Regions from separate parts of the Mus musculus genome. Here regions 1, 3 and 4 are each linked to region 2. The links are chromatin contacts, called in public HiChIP or PLAC-seq and promoter capture Hi-C maps. All regions are on one chromosome and are shown on one strand. Each heading gives the region's core, a stretch centred on a gene start, on an enhancer-like site or on the middle of the called end of the contact. The rest is flanking DNA. Distances are from core to core; before and after follow the strand shown.

Region 1 (5,264 bases), core at 394-2,893, 310 kb after region 2:
GGAGAGGTCAAGTGAGTTCTATGAAGTTGGCCCCGCCAGTGAAAGCACATCTCATCCTGAGTCTAGGCAAAAGTCAATGAATTAAGTCACAATAACTTGCCCAGATGTGCTGACTCAGCTGAACCCTTGGGCCCTTAAGTGGGTCTATCATCAGAGCCTACACTGGTTTCCTCCACTGTTGGACCTTTGCAGCCCAGAAACTCCCAAGCCTATGCCACCCTGGAGAGGAGCAGGGGTCAGAGAGGCACCAACTCTATCCTAGAAAGTGTTCATTCCAAAGACCCAGGATAGGTGGAAATGCACTGGGTGCAGAGGCAAGACGGAAATGCACTGGGTGCAGAGGCAAGAAGGGGTGGGCCAGGAAGCTTACAGCCAAGTCAGCTATGCCTGTTAGGTACAGGGACACATCACCCAGGACCCAGAGTGTGCACATACATTGTAGTTCATTTTAAAATCAGAAGAAAAATCAGGCATGGACTGGGTCTGCAGCTCAGTTGGCAGGGTACTCACATATGGTGAAAGAACTCCTGGGTCCCATCCCAGTATCGCAGAAAATACAGACACCTCTATGATCCCAGCACCCAGGAGATAGAGACAGGAAGAGCAGAGATGCAACATCATCCTCAGTGTTCTGTGGATTCCAGGCCAGCCAGGATGCTGTGAGATCCTGTTTTAGAAAAATAAAAAACAGAAGGGAGAAAAAAACCAGAATAAGATAGATGGACTCTATGGTTTACTCCAGTTTGTTTTGTTTGTTTGTTTGTTTGCTTGCTTGCTTGCTTTCTTGCTTTGGTTTAGTTTGGATATTGAGTTTGAATGTCCCTATGTTAGCCCAGGCTAGCCTGGAACCCCAAATCCTCCTGCCTCAGGCTACTGAGTACTGCAACTACAGACCCAAGCCATCTTGCTTTGATGTTGGCCTAGAGGGCAACATGACTGTAGAATGATATTTCAAATGAGTTTTGCAAAGGAAGGTATGATAGGTGTTGTGTGTGCAGCAAGTCTGTCCTTTCATGTCTCCTTCATGTCTGGGGCATATGCAGTTCCCTGTCCTGTATATGCATACTGTTCCTGTATCCTGTCCCCCCCAAGCAGCCTCTCCTACTTGTTGCCTTTCACTCTCTGATTGCCATATGCCCATTTCCTGACCTATGACTACTTCAAGGTTGCTGTTAAGAGGCTGGGAATCTAGCTCAGTAGGTAGAGTGCTTGTAGCTCAGTAGGTAAAGTGATTGTAGCTCACTTAGCAAGCATGAAGCCCTGGGTTCCATCCCCAGCAATGCATAATCTTGGCATGATGGTAAACCCTGAGGTCGAGGCAAGAGTCTACTTCAGCACCCCAATTGGGGTGCATAAAGCTGTATCTCAAGGGGGAAAAAAACTAGAAGAATACCAATATTGGGAAGCAGGGCGGCAGCTGTCTCAGCGATTCCATAGAGTTGGTAGAGAGTAAGTACTGAGCAAGGCTTGGCAAGAACAACTCCAGCCTCAGACTCAAGCCTTGAGAGTTATTCTGGTCCCACCCTGTTCACCTGCTGGAGGAAACAGGAACTGACTGAGGCTCCTGGCCCTGCCCCTCTGACGTGTGGACCCTGAACCGAAACTTAAACTCCAGCTCAAGCCAGCTCAAGAGCCCTTCGGAACACAACCCAAGCTGTCCAAGGTATGCATCCTACATCCTGCACCCTGCATCCAGAATCCTGGCATCCCTGCATCCCAACATGCCCCAGCTTCAGAGGCTCTGGGACTTCAGCACTGGGTGTAGTGGTGCTAGAAGATGAGAGAAGGGTTTACCAGAGGAGGAAAGCATTGCAAGGGCTAAACTCTGGCATGGCTCTCCACACAAGTCATTGCAGCGCTTTGGAGGCCGAGGCAGGCTGTACACGTTTGAGGCTGGTTTCAGCTAGCTACATGGTGAGACCTGATTCATAGAAACCAAGTGTTCCAAGAAAACCACGAGGGGAAGGCAGAGAGAGGTAAAGCCCCTCCGGCCCCACGGGGTTTTACTGGAGCTGCCAGAGAAAGGAAGGAATTTAACTGAGAAGCTCCGGGAGAGGGTGGGACTGTGGCCAGGGTTTTGTTTGAGCAGGGGAGGCAGGGAAGCTGGCTGGAGGAAGGGACATTTGTATTGAGTCTTGAAAGACTTGTAGGAGTGTTCTGAAGTAGAAAGAGAATAAACATTGAGACCTTTCTGTGTAGCATGTAGCTGGGTTCAGCTGTACTTTAGAGACACGTGTATCTGCTTCATGATGGTGCTACACTCTGGGAGACATGTTGGTAGGTGATAGCCTGGACAGGATTGTCTGTTGCACTCCTGGAGGCCTAGACTCCAATGTGCTTGAACACGGTCAGAACTAGAGCACTGTGGCAAACATGTGCCTGTCTCTGCCTGTGAAGCACAGTGAATAATGAAATAAAAAGGGGAAGTAAACTGAAGTGGGTGGTGCACTCCAGAGGCAGAGGCAGAGGCAGGGGGATCTCTGAGTTCAAGGCCAGCCTGGTCTATAGAGCAAGTTCCCCGGACAGCCAGGGCTTTACAAAGAAAACCCGTCTTGAAAAAAAACAAAGACAAAAAAAAAAAAAAAAAAAAAGAAGAGAAAGGAGGCAGTGGGAGACCCTCCTAGGGACGTTGTCTAGTCACACTCGGCAAGGCAGCCAACCTTCATTCAAAGACTGTTTCAATCCATACAGTGAAGAGTAAGTGAGGAAGAGCCAGTGTCAGCTGCAGGCCTACACACACAGCTGCACACACACGTGTCTGTACACATGGTCACCCCCCCCATACACATTCAAAATTTTTAAATATTAGAATGAGGCTGGAGAGTCGGCAGTTAAGAGTGTACACTGCTCTTGCAGAGTTGCTGAGTTTAGTTCCCAGTGCCTGCATAAGCTTAATGGCCCCTGTAAATCTGGCTCCAGGGATCCAACGCCCTCTTCTGGCCTCCAGTAGTACCTGCATACACATGGCTATTACACTCACACACATTCTCACACACAGAGAGGCACACACATACACATAAATAAAAATTAAAATCTTTTTTGAAAACAAAAAGCAATTAAATAAATAAAAACCAGATATTAGGAGAAATTCAGGTTTTTGTTTTGTTTTGAGACTGGCCTAGAAACGTCTGACCCTTCTGTCTCCTTCTGTAAGTACTAAGATGGCAGATGTACACCACTACATCTGGCTTTTCTTTTTTTTTTAAGATTTATTTATTATTATATGTAAGTACACTGTAGCTGACTTCAGACATACCAGAAGAGGGTGTCAGATCTCATTATAGGTAGTTGTGAGCCACTATGTGGTTGCTAGGATTTGAACTCAGGACCTCTGGAAGAGCAGTCAGTGCTCTTAATCGCTGAGTCATCTCTCCAGCCTCTGGCTTTGCATTTTTAATTCAGGATCTCCCTGTGTATCCTTGGCCAGATTTGAACTCCTGGTAGTTCTGCCTCTACCTCCCAAGTGCCATTACAGGTATGTAGCCATAGCCTGGGGTATATTCCAGCACAGTGTAAACTGGACTTGGTAGAATAGCCCTGTCATCCCAGCACTTGGGAGGTGGAGGTGGGAAGATAAGGCCAGCCTGGAATAAACGAATCCACGGGGGGGGGGGGGGGGGAGAGAGAGAGAGGAGAAGAGAGGAAGAGAGAGAACAAACAAAGAGGATGCCTCCCACCTCTTTATATATTCATAGCTGTATAAACAATTTACGTGATGTACAATGCATTGATTATATATATATATATACATATATATTATATATATATTTATATAGTGTTCTATCCCAGCCATCCCCTTAATGATTCTTTTTTTTTTTTTTTTTTTGGTTTTTTGAGACAGGGTTACTCTGTGTAGCCCTGGCTGTCCTGGAACTCACTTTGTAGACCAGGCTGGCCTCGAACTCAGAAATCCGCCTGCCTCTGCCTCCCAAGTGCTGGGATTAAAGGCGTGCGCCACCACGCCCGGCCCCTTAATGATTCTTAATGGCAGAAGTTAAGTTAGTGACTTCATCACACAGCAACTGTGCAGGGTAGAATTTGAAACCAGACCATCTGCTTCTAATTCCAAACTCTTTGATACCTGCCACTGCAGGCCTTATCATGCAGAGTCCCTGGCCTAGAAAAGACAGAACTTGACAAAGATTGTCCACCTCTGTAGAACCCCTGCTGAGAGAGACTAGGAAGGCTAGAGGACAGGGATAGTGTGAGCTTGGTTATTAATGGATTCAATAAATGACTGTCCTCTGGGGGGCCACACCCTTGAGGGAATGTGTTTGTTTTCTGTGAGGTCAGCATCAGCCACCCTTTGTCAACAGACCCCTCCCTATTGGATCACCAATGTGCCAAAGGCATTCTCCAAAGTCCCAGAGCTGGAGGTAGAGACTGCAAAAATCAGGTCTAGGGACTGACTGAAAGTGACTGAGGAGCCATAGAGAAGATCTTTTAGCTGGTTTTCCTTCAATTTAAAACTTAATACTGGAGCCGGGCGTGGTGGTGTACACCTTTAATCCCAGCACTCGGAAGGCAGAGGCAGGCAGATTTCTGAGTTCAAGGCCAGCCTGGTCTACAGAGTGAGTTCCAGGACAGCCAAGCCTGCACAGAGAAACCCTGTCTCAGGGAAAACAAAAAAAAAAAAAAAAAAAACAAAACAAAACAAAAAAACCTTAATGCTGTTTTGCATTTCAGGACCAGGTCACTTCTCTAGCTCTATGTCACCAACCCCCAAAGCCCAGCAGTACCAATATGAATATGAATTAACAGTGCGTAGTGGTAGAGGCAGGATTGTGCCACCAGTCTTGGCTACATAGTGAGTTTCAGGCTAGCCTGTCTCAAAACAAACCAAAAGCCCACTCAATCAGTCAAATACTTCCCATGTGAGATTGAGGGTCTGAGCTCAAATTTGCCTTTCAGCAAGCATGGAGACAACAAAGCAAGACAAACACCCACCTAGCATGGTGTCGGGGTCTGGGAGACAGGAGGATCCTGGAATTCTGTGAGCAGCTGCAGGTTCAGTAACAGACCCTGTCTGGGAAGAGATGTCTCAGCCATTAAGGGCACTCGATGCTCTTTCACACATACACTCACACACACACACACACACACACACAGAGGATGGATAGATAGATAGATAGATAGATAGATAGATAGATAGATAGATAGATAGATAGATAGATAGATAGATGTAAAACCAAACAAAAAAACATAGTACAGAGCAATAGAGGAAGATACTTGATCCCTCCTTCATACTCACTCTTGCTACAGCA
Region 2 (5,694 bases), core at 830-3,329:
CATAAAGTTACTTCCCAGGTCAGAAGAGTCCCCCACTTCCAGCTGCATGATTCTGCCCCGCTGTCTGAACAAAAGATAGCAGGTTTGAAGGATGCTTCTTCCCCTTGTCACCTCCCCTGTTATGGAACCCCAAAGCCCGAGGATTCCCTGCTTATGCGTGTGCATATAAATACTCTAAGCCCCTGGACATAGGCATTGCATTTCTAACCTGCACAGTGGGAGAAGGCTTGCGATCTGAGACTGACTCATAAATTAAGGCTCTCTTTGTTATATTGCATCAGACTGGCAATTCTTAGAGTTCTTCTGGGGTTCCTGAGACCTGGGCATAACAATATAAACACAATGGAAATTCTATTCAGTTGTAAAGGAAAACAAATCATAAAACTTGCAGGTAAATGAATGGAAGTGTAAAATAAACTGAGAACCCAGGAGGTAAGGGGAACTACAATCCAGAAATGGAGGGCACACCTATGATACAAATTTTGAGGCTGAAGACTCAAGCTTCTGACCCAGATCTTGACATGGAGATCTTGAGCCACAGTGGCTGTGAAAATCTTAGGCCCAGGCAAGGTAATACATACCTTTAGTCCCAGAAAACTGAGGCAAGCAGATCTCTGAGTTCAAGGCCAGCCTGGAACAAAGCAAGTTCCAAATCTAGGCATGGTAGTACACACGTTTAATCTGGGCCATACCTCCTGCTGGAGTCCTACAAAAAGAAATTGAAAGAAGGCTCTTTGCCCGCTTACACTTACTTGCCATCTGTTGCAACCTACTTCTTCAGGATCCCAGCCTATACAGAAGACCAGCTGACACAGCCAGCCTCGTGAGACTGAGCAACTAATAGAGCCTTGGACTTCCCATTCCCAGCTGCCCATTGTTGGGTTAGTTAGACTACCAACTGTAAGACATTACAATAAATTCCCTTAAAATATAGAGACAATCCATAAGTTCTGTGAGTCTAGAGAACCCTAATATAGGAAGCCACATTTCTTATATTATACTTAGGAGTATTTTGCCTGCATATATGTCTGTGTACCACATACCTGCCTTCTCTAGCAGAGGTAAGAAGGTAGATGTTAAGAGCTCCTGGAACCGGGCTTGATACATTCTGTGTGAGCTGGGAAATGAATCCAGGCTCTCTGGAAGATCAGCCAGTGCTCTTAATCGCTGAACCATCTCTCCAGGCCCATTACACCTTTCGTAATGCTACTGTTTAATTTATACTAAAAATCGTTTTAAACTTTAGTCTTGCTTCATACTGATTCAGCCTAAAAATTTTCTGCAGCAACGTGTGTGTGTGTGTGTGTGTGTGTGTGTGTGTGTGTGTGTGTGTGTCCTGGCTTTGCCTGAATGGAGGTCTCGAGCAGGTGGTAGACACTTTCTGCTTCTCCGGAAAATACATTTGTTCTCTGAGGTAAAGGGCTGTCTCTGTGAGACACTCTGTGAGACATTTCTCCAGAAATCGGCAACCAGAAAGATCTATAGAGGACAGGTAGAAACGGATTCTCTCTCAGGAAAGCCAGGAGATTTCTGCTTTAATGGAATTTATCTACCAATCTGGGCTGGTCTTCAACAAGAAAAGAAACCTAGCTAGAAAGGGTTATGGTTGGAATATGTCGTTTTGGTTCTCCTCAGTCCGGTAGGGACTCGCTTATTCTGTTCCTCACTAGCTGAACACTCATCAAAAGGCAGAAAGCGGTATGAACTGTCCAATGAAGACAGTCGGAGAGCAGAGCGGAAGTTCCTCTTCCACCATCCTTTTTCCGTGAGCCAGGATTGTCGCAGGATTGCATTGTCGTGGCAGCTGAGGTAGTAGGGGTCGCCAACCCCGGGAGCCTTGGTGAAGGCCTTGGGTGGACCGAGAGCTGTCAGAACCTGGGGACCGGCGGGCGTAGCGGAAGTCCCTCCCCTGCCCTCTCATTTTCGGGTGCTGTCACACCCGCAGAGCTGTACGAGCTCAAGAGAACCTCCCTAGCCATGTGACACTTTAGCAGGAACAGTTTTGAGAGCCGCAAGGATGCGCGGGACAGCGCGTGCGTCTGCTGACCCTTCAGAAGCTCCTGCGGACAAGGCGGAAGTGCCTCTGCCGCCCGCTCCCTTCCGGCGCGGTGCTGTCCGGTCAGCTGAGAACCCGAGGTGACTGATCGATCCTCCGTGGCCCGGAGACGGGCGAGCCCAGGAACCGCCGCGGGGCCGCTGGAGGCCCTGGGAGCAGACATGGTGAGCCCTGGGTGAGCGAGGCGGATAGGCAGGCCTGCTGGGAAGCCCTCGACCCCCTGCTCCTAGGGTGGCGGGACCCCGGCGTCTTCTTCACCTTCGCCTCTGCAGGTCTGCACCTGGGACTCCTGAGTGCGCGGTGCAGAGAGCCGAGGGGCTCCAGGCTCTGGGCCAGGGATCCACTACTACTCACGTTCCTGAGAACCTCTGATGGTCTTTAGAAACAACATCAAAAATCCATGAATTTGCTTTCCCCACCCCATCCCAGTACTTCTTAGGCCTAAACGTCCCTAAATGTTTAGATATTTACCGTTTGACAAACTCATTAAAACTACACAAGTAGTTGGGGCGAGAGAAATAACAAATGTTTTGTCCTAGAAATGATGTGGGCATTGATCTAAAGTGGAATGAAGGGCAAATTCTATTTCAAAGGAGAATTGCAATAGAGGGGAAGCCCCAAATATAAGATGTGCTAGCATCTCCGGGGTACTGGAAAAAAAGGAGAGAAACTTAAGGAAACATTGCTTGGTAAGGATTTTGTTTTTACTGATGAGGTTATTGTTTTGAAGCAAAAGTGGGCCTTTAGTTAGTTGAGTTAGTTAGAGATGGCCTGTAGTCGGTGCTATGTATCAAAGGGGAAATGGAAAGAAGGAAAATAAGGTATGTGGAGATCCCCAAGTGAAATGTCTTGTCCACTAAGAGTTCCTCTACTCAGTTTCTGTAGTAATATATTTTATGAGCTGTGCCTATGTACTAAGATGGTCTCTAAGCTTATGGACAGTTTGGCCTGTCTTTGGGTTCCTTTGTGAACTGTGAGGGAATCAGGCTTCCTGGTTTTCTAATGTATGCGCTTAAAGCTATAGACTCCTTTCATATAGGACTCTGTTTTTATGTGTTCCTGAAGGTTTTGTTGTTTTTTTCATTTTGATATTGTTCCAGGAATTTTGGTTTCTTTCTTTATTTCCTCTTTAGCCCATTCATCATTCAGTACTAAGTTGTTTAATTTCTGTGAGTTTGCATGCTTACTAGAGACTTGTTTGCAGTTATTTTTAAGTTCCATTGCACAGTGGACAGGTAAGACCCATAAGTTATTTCAGCCTTTCAGAATTTGTTAAGCTTTGTTTTATGTCCCAAGATATGATCTGTTTTTGAGAAGCCTCCATGAACTGCTCAGTAGAATGTATATTCTTTCATATTTTGGTGGAATATTGATGTTTCTCTAGTTCTTATCCAGATAACCTGTCTATTGGACACAGGTATTAAAATGACCTAATACTGGATTAGTGTTAATCTGTGTCTTTAATTCCACTAGTATGCTTTTTTAAGATACACATACACACACATATGAGTGTATAGTCTGCATATAAGTATACATACCATGCATGTCTGATGCCTGTGAAGGTCAGAAAAGAGCATTCCCTAGAACTGTAGGTGTGTCAACTTGAAACATAGTGGAGTTATCACAGAGAAAGGAGCCTCCCTTGAGGAAATGCCTCCATGAGATCCAGCTGTAAGGCATTTTCTCAATTAGTGATCAAGGAGGGAGGGCCCAACCCATTTCGGGTGGTGCCATCCCTGATCTGGTTGTCCTGGATGCTATAAGAAAGCAAGCTAAGCAAGCCAGGGGAAGCAATCCAGTAAGCAGCACCCCTCCGTGGCCTCTGCATCAGTTCCTGCCCTGTGTGAGTTCCTATCCTGACTTCCTTTGGTGATTAGCAGCAATGCGGAAGTTTAAGCTGAATAAACCCTTTCCTCCCCAACTTGCTTCTTGGTCATGGTGTTTTGTGCAGGAATACAAACCCTGACTAAGACAGAAGTCAAAGGACAGTCTTTGTTGTTCACTACTGCATATTCCAGGCTAACTGACCCATCAGCTTCCAGGGATTCTCCTGGCTTTAAATGCCACCTTGTCATAGGAGTTCCTAGACCTTGGACACTGAACCACAAGATTTGTTTTGCTCTGCTGAACGTTGGTTATGTGTTTTGATTTTATTGTAATTATGCCTTTGATTCTACCTGTTTCAAGTAAGAAAGCATTTAAACTTTAATTTTTTTTTTTTTTTTGGATTCCACAGTTAAAATTATAAATATGCCTTACCATCTCTGGCTCTGCTTGAATTCTGACAGTTCAAACTCAGGCTTACACAGTGGATGCTTTATGTGCTGAGCCATCTCCTAGACCCTTCCATGAACTTTTTTTCTTTCCTTATATATTCCTCTACTCTTCCCTGTTCCCTTCCCACCTTCCTTCTCCCCCACATCCATTCCTCTTCCAGAAAATAGCTGGCTTCCCAGGGACATCAACCAAACACAGCATGCAAAACAAGATACAGTAAGACTATGCACAAACTCTCATCATGTCAAGGCTGAATGAGGCAACCCAGTAGGAGGAAATGGGTCCCAAGATCTAGCAACAGTCAGGCACACCTGCTCCCACTCTTCAGGGTCTCACAAACCACCAAGCTAACAGCTATAACATATATGCAGAGGAGTTAGTGCAAACCCATGCAGGCTCTGTGATTGCTGCTTCAATCTCAGTGAGCCCCTATAAGCCCTACTTAGTTGATTCTATGGGCTGTGTTCTTTTGGTATCTCCAACCCCTCTGGCTCCTATAATTCTTCCCCTCTTCCTTGGGGTTCCCTTAACTCGAAAATGAAGTTCTCCAATTTGGGCTCTCTGCCTGATGTTTGGCTTCAAGATTCTGTATCTATTCCTATCAGCTGCCAACATACCTCGGGCTGGCTCTGTCAGAGTCCCTCAACCCGGGGGAGAAATCAGGGTCCCGGTACTCAGTTGGGCAAGGAGTTGGTGAGTGACAGACACAAACACCAGAGAATGTTAGATCTGAATGTAATTTCTCAAAGTGAGCATCAGACTTATAATACAAAAGAAAAACAAGGACGTTAGGTGATACATTAGCCAAGGTTACAGTATAAGTCAAGATGCATAATGACTCTTTACAGAGAAATGCATACATAAAAGCTAACAGGAATCAGGCATTGTTTACAACTGAGATAAGATCAACCTTATCTAAAGTCAGCTATTCTTAGGAGCCAGGTGAAAGGGCTATACACCCAGGTGCAGTTCTAATCTATTGTTTAACCCACCACCAGGGGTCCCTTAGTAAATACCTAATTATGCTGTTCCTCTGGGCCTAGTAAAAAACATGCACCAGGGGAGTTCTGTTCTACTAACCTTTTCTTGACTAATACAATACTCTAGTTCCTCCTTAAGCCACAACCCACCTTCTTTCTAGTATTATGTAATGTAGTCTGCCATACATGACTGTAATGAGAATTCTAAGTTTACTTTGTTGAACTAGCCCTGAGATTTCTAGCTCTTACCCATTAAACTGCAATGCCTGATTTCTTTCACTATCTCTCTGGAGGGATTTCACCTGAATAAGTAACATTCTTAAGAAATTCCAAGCCCAGGGTTGGCTCAATGATTGCCTAGGACATTGGGACACTGGTGAA
Region 3 (5,236 bases), core at 1,099-3,598, 480 kb before region 2:
GTTTTAGGGACTTGGGAAGCTGTTTGGAGCTGTTTACCTTCCTGCTTCAGGGGCTTTCCTCCAGGATGGACTGTTTCAGTCTCAGGGGAAACTGATACACAAGAGGCTAGCCTGGGTTACAGAAACACCAACCCAGAGAAGAGTCCTCCTGTGGGGAGCTGCCCTTGGCCTCCCTTCTGGCTCTGGCTTGAAGCAGGGTCTCTGGTTGTACCCCAGCTGCCCTGGTTGGTCTCTGGCTTCAGGATCCTTCCATCCTGCATTGGGAGTGCCTCTGGCTTAAATGTGCCCTGCTGCATTGAGCTTTCTGAGGTAGTTTTGTGTCCACTGAGCTGCCTCCAAGCCACACACTGCGCTTATAGAATGCTGGGAACTGTTGCTGACTGCAATAGTTTGTGGCCACTCTAGATGTCACTTCCTCTGGGAAGGCCTCCAGGGACAGGGAGGGCCTGTAAGGACTAATGATCATCCTGAACAGCCCGCAGTGCCTCCCACACTGATGATCACCCTAACCAGTCCGCACTGCCTCCACAGGACATGTTTGCCTTCATGGGTAGCCTGGACACCAAGGGCGCCAGCTACAAGTATGAGGTAGCACTTGCTGGTCCTGCCCTGGAGCTGCACAATTGCATGGCCAAGTTGCTGGCCCACCCGCTGCAAAGACCCTGCCAGACCCACGCGAGCTACAGCCTGCTGGAGGAGGACGAGGAGGCTGGAGAAGAGGAAGCCACTGTGTGAACTATGACATGTGACATCTCCGCACCCTCCTATGAGGAGAGCGCAGGCACACTATTATTGGCCCATGCTCAATCCCACTCTGTCCACTGTAAATTCATTCTTCCTGGGACTATTTTTGTCACCGGAATAAAAATCTGAGGTCCCTGAGCCCACCCTTGGTGTCACTTTGGGCTCACTGAGACCTGTTATTAATGTCACAGAAAACAGGCACTAAACAAAGCAGTGGTGTATGGCTTCAGGCTCAGCTGTATCCGAGTAACCCACAGGCTGGTGTTCACTGCGCTTTCCAAACTCCTCTTCATCCTACAGAACCCACTCCAGATGTTCTTTTATCCAGAAAGTCCTCCAGAAACAGGGAAGATCTATTGAAAGTGGAACTGGTATGGCTGTCATATTTGGGACCTCCTAGATACACAAAAGTCCCAGCTCCAAGTGGGAAGTGGGTTCTGATGACACCTGTCACCCCCAATCTCAGTATCCTGATCTGATTGAACTTGTGTAGCCATGTGGTCTCGCCATGAGCAATCACTGCCTAGGGTTTGGAACCCTGATGTCCTAGGCAAGGATGGGGACATAGGGTGTGCGCCCTAGAAGAGGAAGGGAAACCCAGGAACCCCCCAGCCCCAGGTCAGACCAGAGGTTCAACCTGTCCACCTTCTCCATTTATAGAAAACAAAATGGCAGTGGGTGGGAGTTGGGCTCACCTTGATACAGGCGGCTGAGACATGAGGAGGCCAGTTCTAGGTTAGCAGGGCCCGCATTGGGAAGCACTGGATCAAACGGTGCATAAAAAATAGGCCAGGAGCCTATGATGACTCAGCCATTTAGAGCACAAGCTGTTCTTGCGGAACACCCGGGTTCAGCTCCCACACGGGGTCTCACAAGTCCACTTTCCGGGGATTCGATGCCCCATTTCTGGTCATGCAAGCAAAACACCCACACACTTTAGTTAATTTAAAAAGTAGGTCAGCTTGATTTTCTGGCCTTTGCATTTATTGGGCACTTAGTGTTGAGCCCTGTACTCCCATTTGCAAATAAGGAAAATGAAGCTCTTTATATTTTTTAATTAATTAATGTGTATGTGCACACGTGCGTGTGCTTGTGCAGGCTCCCGGCCCAGGCACACGTGTCGAAGTCCGCCTGTTCCTTCTTTCCAATGTGTGGGTTCTGGGTATCGAACCCAGGTCACTAGACTTGGCAGCAAGCATCTTGACCAGCTGTGCCGTCTCGCTGGTCCTCTCAAAGCTCTACTCCACAGAGCTACAGCCAACTCAGCTGTGCCATGCTGTTCCTCGGGAGTCTGATCCCAGCACTCGGTTGGCTGAGACAGGAGAATGACTGTAAGTTTTTGAATACCTTGAGGTCCGTCAGGGGTATCCAGGAGTTTGTTTTGTTAAAGACAAAGAGAGGCCCCGCTCTTTATCCCCAGCTCCCCTGGAATTTGCTGTAATTCTCCTGGCATCCCAGATGTACGCACCAAACCCTGGAGTCCCTCTGGCTTGCTCCGGACGTAGGGTGCAGCTAGTCAATCCCGATCGGCGTGGGGCGGGGCCAGAAGCAGAGGTGGGCGTGGCTGCGCGTGCGTAGACAGTTGCCGCGCGAATTTGAACTGCAGAGGGCGGTGACTCCTATGGGACATGGCCGATACTGCATGCTTGGCTCTGAGGCTGCTAGCAGCACTACGCGAGGAGGAGGCGCGGTGAGGGCGGCCGGGTCCGGGTGCTACCCGACCTTCTGCTCCCCGGGTGGTCAGGAGGTCTGAGGTCTACTGTGCTCGTCCTCCTGCAGGGCTGTGGAGGAGCTGCTGCGCCTCGGAGCGGACCCCAACCTGGTGTTGGACGATGGCGCTGCGGCGGTGCACCTGGCAGCCAGAGCGAGCCACCCGCGCGCCCTGCATTGCCTTCGGATGCTGCTGCGCTGGGGAGCGGATCCCAATGCTCGGTGAGGCGCGGCCCGGGTCCCTGGGTGCGGTAGGCGTGACTTGGGACAGCGGCACTGGACGTCAGGCTCCGGGTCCGAGGCGTCAGTCAGGTCTAAGATGGAAATGTCTGCTTCCAAGGTCGGGTACAAGGTGTCCCATAACTGTCATCTGGCACTCTGGGAGACTGAGGCAAGAGGATGACCGTGAATTAGAGTCTCACATGGTAGTGGGCACCGGTCATCCCAGCACGGGGAACTGAGGCAGGAGGAGCAGGAGTTCATGGCTAGCCTGGGCTATGCGAGACTGCCTAGGAAAGGAACCAACGCCGCACACCTCTCCTCTGTCTTTGGGGATCCCAGGTCCGCGGAGGGGCTGACGCCTGTGCATGTGGCTGCCGCGTGGGGCTGTTGTGGTGCTCTGGAGTTGCTGCTGAGCCGAGGAGGTGACCCCACACTGCGGGACCAGGTCAGTACCCCGCGCAGGCACACATGGGTGGCAGGAGGGTGGGTTAAGGACGCCCCCTGCTGACGGTGACTGCACAGGATGGGCTCAGGCCCTTGGACTGGGCACTACAGCAGCGACACCACAACTGCGCACGAGTGCTGCAGGAGCTGGACACGCCCACCCAGCCTGATGAGACCCGAGAACCCACAGGTGAGAGGAACTGAGGGGGTGTACCGGGCTACCACACTGCCCGGCCCAGTTCTGTTTGTACATCTATCGTGTCAATCACTATCCATGGTCTATCTTATCGGTCACATAACTATCATGCCAATTACCTACCTGTCAGTCATCTCGCACCTATATCATTTATCATGTCTATATCATACCTGTTTATATCTGTGTTATATCTGATTACTTATTTATCCATACATTTATACATCTATATGCAGAGACGTTTCATGTAGCCCAGGGTAGCTTTGAAACTGAAACATGCCAAGGACCTGCCTTAGCAGAGTCTTCTGGAGTTTCTCAAGATTCGGAGTTGCACGTGCATAGAGCTGAGCTGGAGGTGGAGGCTGTAGAGGTGGCTGTGCATCCCCAGAGCTCTGAGGCCACCGAGAACTCAGACTACAGCAGCGATGCTTCGTTTGTCACTGCAGTGGAGGACTCTCTGCAGCCCGGGCGCCCTGGGGGGGCATTGGAGCTAGTGGCTGGCTTGTGGGTAACCCGTGGGGCTGTGTCAGCTGGGAAGGGAGCACCCAACTGCCAGCCGCAGGTCCTGACATTGACTGCAAGGGACACGGACAAACCCGTACTGCCTGGTGATGGGGATCTGGGGGCTTTGCACCCCCACAGTTCGGTGCCCCCCATGTCGGATCTGCAGCTCCTCCAGGCCCTGCGGGCGCTGGGCTATAGCCCTGGACCCGTCACACCTTTCACCAGAGGACACTATCTACGGCGGCTGCAGGAAGCCCAGGCTAGCCGTGGTGAGTCCTTAGGTGGTGGTATTCAGAGTCTGGCTACACTCCAGGAATCCTGCCTTGGCTGTTAGATAAACCACCCTCACCAGCTTTTGTCCTCCACCCTGAATCCGTTTCCCCTCCCCAGCTGATGTAGGGCATAGCCAAGAACTGGCGGAGGCACTAAGGACAGGCACCATCCCTGACTGCCAGGTGGATGAGGAAGCCCTGGCTCAGTGCTTTCAGCGGCTGGATCCCTTGAAGAAGTGGCGGGAAGGCATTACAAAGTCTAGTTTTACGTATCTACTTCTCGACCCCAGGTATGGTGACAGAAAAGCCAGGGGCTGAAATTAGAGGATGACTGTGCAGAGCAAAACTCCGCTCTGCAAGTTCCTTTCTGGTTGGGTAGGGGAAGGGCTACCCCTTGCTGATAGTTTCTGCCTCCATCTCATGGTTTATAAGATCAGACTGTGATCTCAGGTCAGGGTTGTAACATCAAACTCAAAACAACAAAACAAAAAACCCCCAACAAACAGTAGGAATTTGCTCTTGATTCACTGTGTGTACCTAGGGAAGGGATTAGTCTTCTCTGTTTGCCACCTCCTTTAGAAATGGTGTCTGGGGCCGGGCAGTGGTGGCGCATGCCTTTAATCCCAGCACTTGGGAGGCAGAGGCAGGCAGATTTCTGAGTTCGAGGCCAGCCTGGTGTCTGGGGTCAGTTCTAGCTGTGAGTACCCATTTTATGGTGTCCTGGAAGTGGGTACAGTGGCCATTCTCCCTGTCTGCCATCATCACCCCTCCTTTTCACACTGTATGTTCTGTGCATGTGACTGTGTGCATGTGCTCACACACTGTGGTGCTCATGTAGAGGTCAGAGGACAGCTCGTGGAAGTCTGTTCTCTTCTGTCATGTGGGTCCCACATGGGCTACTCTGTACCCCAGGCTGACGAAGGACCTGCCGGCCCGAGCCTCTTCCCTCACACTGGCTGAGTGTCTGCAATGTTTCGTGAGAGCCATCTTCTATGTGGGCAAGGGAACCCGAGCCCGACCAGATGCCCACCTCTGGGAAGCCTTTGGCTACCATGACCAGCCAAGGAAACAGGTGGGGCATGAGAGACAGGGTTGGGGTGCATCAGCCACCCTTCAGGCCTGGGAGGAAGATAGCTTAGGATCCCAG
Region 4 (5,218 bases), core at 37-2,536, 330 kb after region 2:
CTCTGTTTAACAATCTGGAAGCCTGGGCCAGTCAGGACTCTGTCCATCTGCCCTGGGAACTGAAGTTCTCCTTGCCCAAGCCTCAGTTTCCCCACCAGTAATCTGATCGTGATGGCCAAAGTGACCTTCCAGTAGTCCTCACAGACAATGGGCTGATGGGTGAGAGGTGTACCCATCAATAATGGATGCCCTGTACCCACATAAGAGGGACTCGACCTGATGCCCCACAGCTGAACCGCAGCCAGCTTGGGTTTCACAGATAATGGTCCAACAGACAGAAGGGTGTCATGGGAGTTTCATCTCTGTCCATCCTGTTGGGCTCAAGCCAGGAACCTGCAGTCACCCAAGGGCTGCCAATACTCCCCCACAATCTCCTTGCCACTTACAGCTGAGGGCTGGATCTCAGCTCTGCAGTGGACTCCCAACCTCAAAGGGCCAGTGTGCCTCTCCAAGGCTCTCGCACCTTCTGTGGCTCCCTGCTACCCTTAGGTAAAAGGACAAGTTCCTCAGTACAAAACCTCAGCCAGTATGACAGGGTGTGACTTCTCAGCCAACAGTCTCTGCCTCAGTCCACTGACCTTGAGGCAACACCCACATCAAAGCATGGTGGTACAGGCTTGCAAGGCAGAGGCAGGTGGATTTCTGTGTTCAGAGTGAGCCTGATTTACAGAAGGAGTTCTAGGACAGCCAGGGCTACACAGAGAAACCCTGTCTCTCAGTGAAAGAAAGGAAGAAAGGAAGGAGGAAAGAAAGAGAAAAGGAAAACCAAGAGGACCCAATATGGCAACAACCTGCCTGATGACCTGGGTTTGACCCCTAAGACTCATGTGGTGGAAAGAGAGACTGGAAAGCTGGACCAGCTATTTAGTCCCAGAACCCACCTAAAGGGGGCAGAAAAAAAAATCAACTCTGCAAATTGTCATCTAACTGCAACACACACACTATATCACATATTCACACATTTGCACACTCACACATCACGCCCCCCTGCAATAATATTTTTTTTAATTGCAGCCAGCTACAGTGACATATACCTGTGATCCCAGCACCCAAGAGGCAGAGGTAATGTTGAGGTTAGGCTGGGCTCATTCTCAAGCAAACAAAACAGAACAATAGCAAAAAGATTGCACAAAGGCCCAGCAGTGACTAGAAAGTTGTTTTGGGGTGTCACCTCCCTTCATTCCCCCACTGACCTCATGATCTCCTTCCTCGTGAAGAAAGTACAGTCCTGTGGGGAGAGAAACCAGCTTGATCCAGACCTGCCTCTGGGTCATCTCTCCCTGTGCCCCTCTACACACTCCAAATCCACACAGACAGCCTGATGTCCCAAACAGGGCTGTGCCAGCCTGGCAGGATCCACTGCACACACCCACCTGGTATTCCTCCAGCTGCTCGTGACTAAACACAGTCTGCTTGTTGCCCATGCTGCAGACTGCAGCCTTGAATACACTGGAACTGAAATTACAGGTGGCTCCTCGGGAGCACCCGTGCTCATAATGTTTGAGCAGATGTTCCTGCCCTGGCTGTCACCTGCCCACCTATCCAGTTGGTTGCCCCAAGCTTGGTGAAGCTCAAGTTACAGCCTGGCTCTCTGGGCAACCTTTTGAATGTGTCCACAGGTGTGGAAGAGGTCTGTGAGAGGTCACAGAGAAGCCATTCTGTCTGGAACACCTTCAAGGGAAAGCCATGCACATACCCCAGTCTACATCCTAGCTTTTCCCCCCTGCTAGCTGTGTGGTCTTGAGTAATTGTCTGACCTCTCTGAACCTTGCTTGTGAAATTGAAATTACATTACCATCTATAGGATCAGTCTGAGGGTGACAGACATATTGGATGTGGCAGTGTGTGACTGTGGCTGAGGCAGGAGGCGGAGGATTCCTATGCTTGCTTCCCTCTCTGCCTCTTCTCTTTTCTCTTCTCTTCTCTTCTCTTCTCTTCTCTTCTCTTCTCTTCTCTTCTCTTCTCTTCTCTTCGCTTCGCTTCGCTTCGCTTCTCTTCGCTTCTCTTCTCTCTCTTCTCTTCCCCTCCCCTCCCCTCCCTTCTCCTCCTCTCCTCTGTCCTCAGCCTTCTTCTTTTTTTTTTTTTTTTTTAGTTTTTCGAGGGTTTCTCTGTGTAGCCCTGGCTGTCCTGGAACTCACTCTGTAGACCAGGCTGGCCTGGAACCCAGAAATCCACCTGCCTCTGCCTTTCCAAGTGCTGGAGTCAAGGGTGTGCGCCACCATGCCCAGCTTGTCCTCAGCCTTTACTCTTTCCCTTTGGCCCTGTCCCAGTCATTTCTGGGTCCCTTCTTTAATGAGGACACTGGCAGACCTAACAATGCATCACTAAGCAGAGGCTGAATAACACCTTGTGCCTCAGTTTACCTATCTGTACAATGAGGTTGTTCTGCTTAGAGGAATATCTGTGACTGTGAAAAAGACCAATCTGAATAAATCCATTCAGAGTACCAGTCATGACTGCTGTCATCTTCTCAGCATCCGTAGTTTATAAAAAAAAGAACCAGCCAGGCGCGGTGGCGCATGCCTTTAATCCCAGCACTCGGGAGGCAGAGGCAAGTGGATTTCTGAGTGAGGGCCAACCTGGTCTACAGAGTGAGTTCCAGGACAGCCATGGCTACACAGAGAAACCCTGTCTCAAAAAAACACCCCCCCAAAAAAAGAAAGAACCAGAAGCTCAGATGTTCCAGACACTGCCTCAGGAACACACAGCTTCATAGGTACGAGGATAAAGATCTCTAAAGGGGCTCACACTCATCTCTGAGGCCATGTTGCTTGGGTATCTGAGACTTTATTTATTTATGTATTCACTCATTTATACATTCATTCATTTGTGTGTGTGTGTGTGTGTGTAAGTTTGGTTTCTAAAACTGTGATAAATAGCATGACCAAAAATAACTTGGTAAGGAAAAAGTTCATTTCATCTTATAGCTTACAATCCACCATGATGGGAAGTGAGGGCAGAAGCTCAAGACAGAAACCCAGGGGCAGAAACTGGAGCCAAGATGCTAGAGGAGTTCAGCTGGCTTGCTCTTTGGGACTTCCTCCTCCTCCTCTTTCTCCTCTTCCTCCTCCTTCTTTTTCAATTTATTTTACAGAATATATGTATTTATGTGCACTATGTGGTGCCCACAGGGATCAGAAGAGGGTCATCAGATTTCCCAAAACTATAGTTACAGATGGCCGTGAACCACCATGTGGGTGCTGGGAATCCAACCCCATCCTCTGCAAGAGCAACAAGTGCTCTTAACCTTGTTGTGCTCTTGAGCTTGCTTTCTTATTACACCTGGTACCATATGCCTAGGGTTTGCACCACCCACAGTGGGCTGGGCCCTCCCACATCCAGGCAATACCCCAGACTTGCTTACAGGTCTATCTGATGGCGGTATTGTCTTAATAGAGATCCCCTCTTTCTAGATGACTGTGGCTTGTGTCAAATTGACAAAACAAACAAACAACAATAACCTAAGCAGCACAATGTGAGAGGTCAACTCTTAGTAGTTGCTTCTCTCTTTACACCATGTGGCTCTACAGGATGGAACCCAAGTCATCAGGCTTAGTGGCAAGAGTGCTTACTTAGCCATCCAACTCCTACAATATCTCTTTGTTCATGTGAGGTGCCCAGATGCTGGCAGCTCTCAGGCAGAGTCCACAAGTTCACCTCCTATTCCCTGGGTCCTACTACCTGGCTTTAGGCAGTGACCTGCTGTCCCCTGCAGGTGTAACTTGGAAAGGCAGGTGCCGCTGCCTCCCTCCTGTAGATGGATTCTGTTTTCCACCAGGCAAAGCCACTTTAGTAAGGAAGATGAACGAGGTGGTGCATACTTGTCAATGCAGTAGTTGAGAGATGAAGGCAGGAGGATTTCAGGTTTGTGGCCAGCCTGGCATGCAGAGTAACAATTTTGTAACATCAAGAAGCAAGAAAGAGAGTCGGGGCATGGTGGTACATGCATTTAATCCCAAAACTCAGGAGGCAGGGGCTGATTGCTTTCTATTAGTTCAAGGCCAGCCTAGTGTTCATGGAGCATTCCAGGACAGCCAGGGATATATGAGAACTTGATGGGTTTTGGTTGGTTGGTTTGGCTTGGCTTGGCTTGATATTAGCCATTGATGCTGTGCCTGCATTTTGTCTGTGTGAGGGTGTCAGATCTTGGAGTTATAGACAGGTGTGAACTGCCATGTAGGTGCTGGAAATTTAACCTCAATCTTCTGGAAGAACAGTCAGTGCACTTAACTACTGAGCCATCTCTCCAGTCTTATCCCACAGTGTTTTAGTCAGTTTCCTGCACTGTAACAAAATACCCAACATGGAATACTTATGAACACACACTTTAAAAATCCCTTAAGGAACTTCCAGCTGTAAAACCTTAAGAGAAAATGCAGAACAAATTCAAGAACCTTTCCATTGATTTAGTCAAAGCTGTGAGATCAGGCTCAGAAAGGTCTAACATTTCACAGGTTTCCAGCAAGTGAAGGCAGAAACCACAGATGAGGAAGTGGGCTGTGTGAGACACTGACAAAGGTGTTGTGTAAGAGCAGTTGTGTCATTTCAAGTATATGTGTAGAGCAGGTTTGAGAAGCAGGGTTGGAGGAAGAGTCAACAATCTTGGGGAATGGAATAGGGTAGTTTGTAGTATGTGTTTTTAATCCTAGCACTGAGACAGCTGAGACAAGAGAATTGTGAAAAGTTCCAGGGCAGCCCAGGCTGCGAAGTGAGACCCTGTCTCAAAAGCCAAAACCAAAGAAAGGAGGAAGGGATGGGCCTGGGGCTTGGTTAACAGAGTGTACCACATAAAATAGGGAGGTAGAGGCGTGAGGATCAGGAATTCAAGGTTATTCTTGACTACACACACAGACACACAGACACACAGACACACACAGACACACAGAGAGAGAGAGAGAGAGAGAGAGAGAGAGAGAGAGAGAGAGAGAGAGAGAGAGAGAGAGAGAGAGAGAGAGAGAGAGAGAAGCAGGAGCAGGCAGGTTCAGAGGCCAGGAGAGGGTGTTGGATCCCCTGGAGCTGGTGTTACAAGTAGCTGTGAGCCATCACGCAGGTATTGGGAACAGAGCTGACTGCTGAACCATCTCTTCTGCCCCAACATGTGGAATTGAAAGAAAAGAAAGGCGAGGGAGGGGACGATTGAACTCATCTAAGCAGAGTTAGAAGAGTGGTTTACAGGAGCCTGGAGAGAGGCTAAATGTCACACTGTTGCAGATAGGAT

Evidence for each region. Promoter capture Hi-C pulls out the DNA fragments that hold promoters and counts their contacts. HiChIP or PLAC-seq counts read pairs in DNA pulled down with a chosen protein or histone mark. Capture Hi-C pulls out chosen DNA fragments and counts their contacts.
Region 1: a promoter capture Hi-C map of the C10 cell line shows a contact between it and region 2, with 3 times the contacts expected there. The contact joins the promoter of Hsh2d here to the promoter of Zfp709 in region 2. A contact is called at or near these places in 1 of 39 promoter capture datasets (the C10 cell line) and 1 of 9 other capture datasets (liver).
Region 3: a contact with region 2 is called in a promoter capture Hi-C map of adipose tissue. The contact joins the promoter of Ankle1 here to the promoter of Zfp709 in region 2. A contact is called at or near these places in 1 of 39 promoter capture datasets (pre-B cells) and 1 of 9 other capture datasets (adipose tissue).
Region 4: an H3K4me3 HiChIP or PLAC-seq map of embryonic stem cells shows a contact between it and region 2, with 2.9 times the contacts expected there. The contact joins the promoter of Cib3 here to the promoter of Zfp709 in region 2. A contact is called at or near these places in 3 of 39 promoter capture datasets (the C10 cell line, stem cell-derived epiblast-like cells and trophoblast stem cells), 1 of 115 datasets of contacts at active chromatin or transcription factors (embryonic stem cells) and 4 of 9 other capture datasets (adipose tissue, embryonic stem cells, liver and 1 more).

The regions. Positions count from the first base shown.
Region 1 is chr8:72,188,025-72,193,288 of GRCm38.p6, forward strand. Hsh2d (hematopoietic SH2 domain containing) reads left to right here and starts at 1,644. Exons shown (of 6, transcript NM_197944.1): 1 at 1,644-1,663.
Region 2 is chr8:71,879,989-71,885,682 of GRCm38.p6, forward strand. Zfp709 (zinc finger protein 709) reads left to right here and starts at 2,080. Exons shown (of 4, transcript NM_145624.4): 1 at 2,080-2,220. The coding sequence starts at 2,218. It overlaps Gm5373 (inversin-like), which reads right to left and starts at 531. Exons shown (of 13, transcript XM_017313040.2): 1 at 209-531. The coding sequence starts at 249.
Region 3 is chr8:71,403,664-71,408,899 of GRCm38.p6, forward strand. It overlaps Ankle1 (ankyrin repeat and LEM domain containing 1), which reads left to right and starts at 2,349. Exons shown (of 9, transcript NM_172756.3): 1 at 2,349-2,434; 2 at 2,524-2,676; 3 at 3,016-3,121; 4 at 3,199-3,310; 5 at 3,550-4,086; 6 at 4,208-4,379; 7 at 5,002-5,161. The coding sequence starts at 2,373. It overlaps Babam1 (BRISC and BRCA1 A complex member 1), which reads left to right. Exons shown (of 9, transcript NM_026636.2): 9 at 532-1,109. The coding sequence ends at 735. It overlaps Gm39193 (a long non-coding RNA gene), which reads right to left and starts at 2,348. Exons shown (of 2, transcript XR_870504.2): 1 at 2,213-2,348; 2 at 1,685-2,056.
Region 4 is chr8:72,211,551-72,216,768 of GRCm38.p6, forward strand. Cib3 (calcium and integrin binding family member 3) reads right to left here and starts at 1,287. Exons shown (of 5, transcript NM_001080812.1): 1 at 1,194-1,287. The coding sequence starts at 1,198.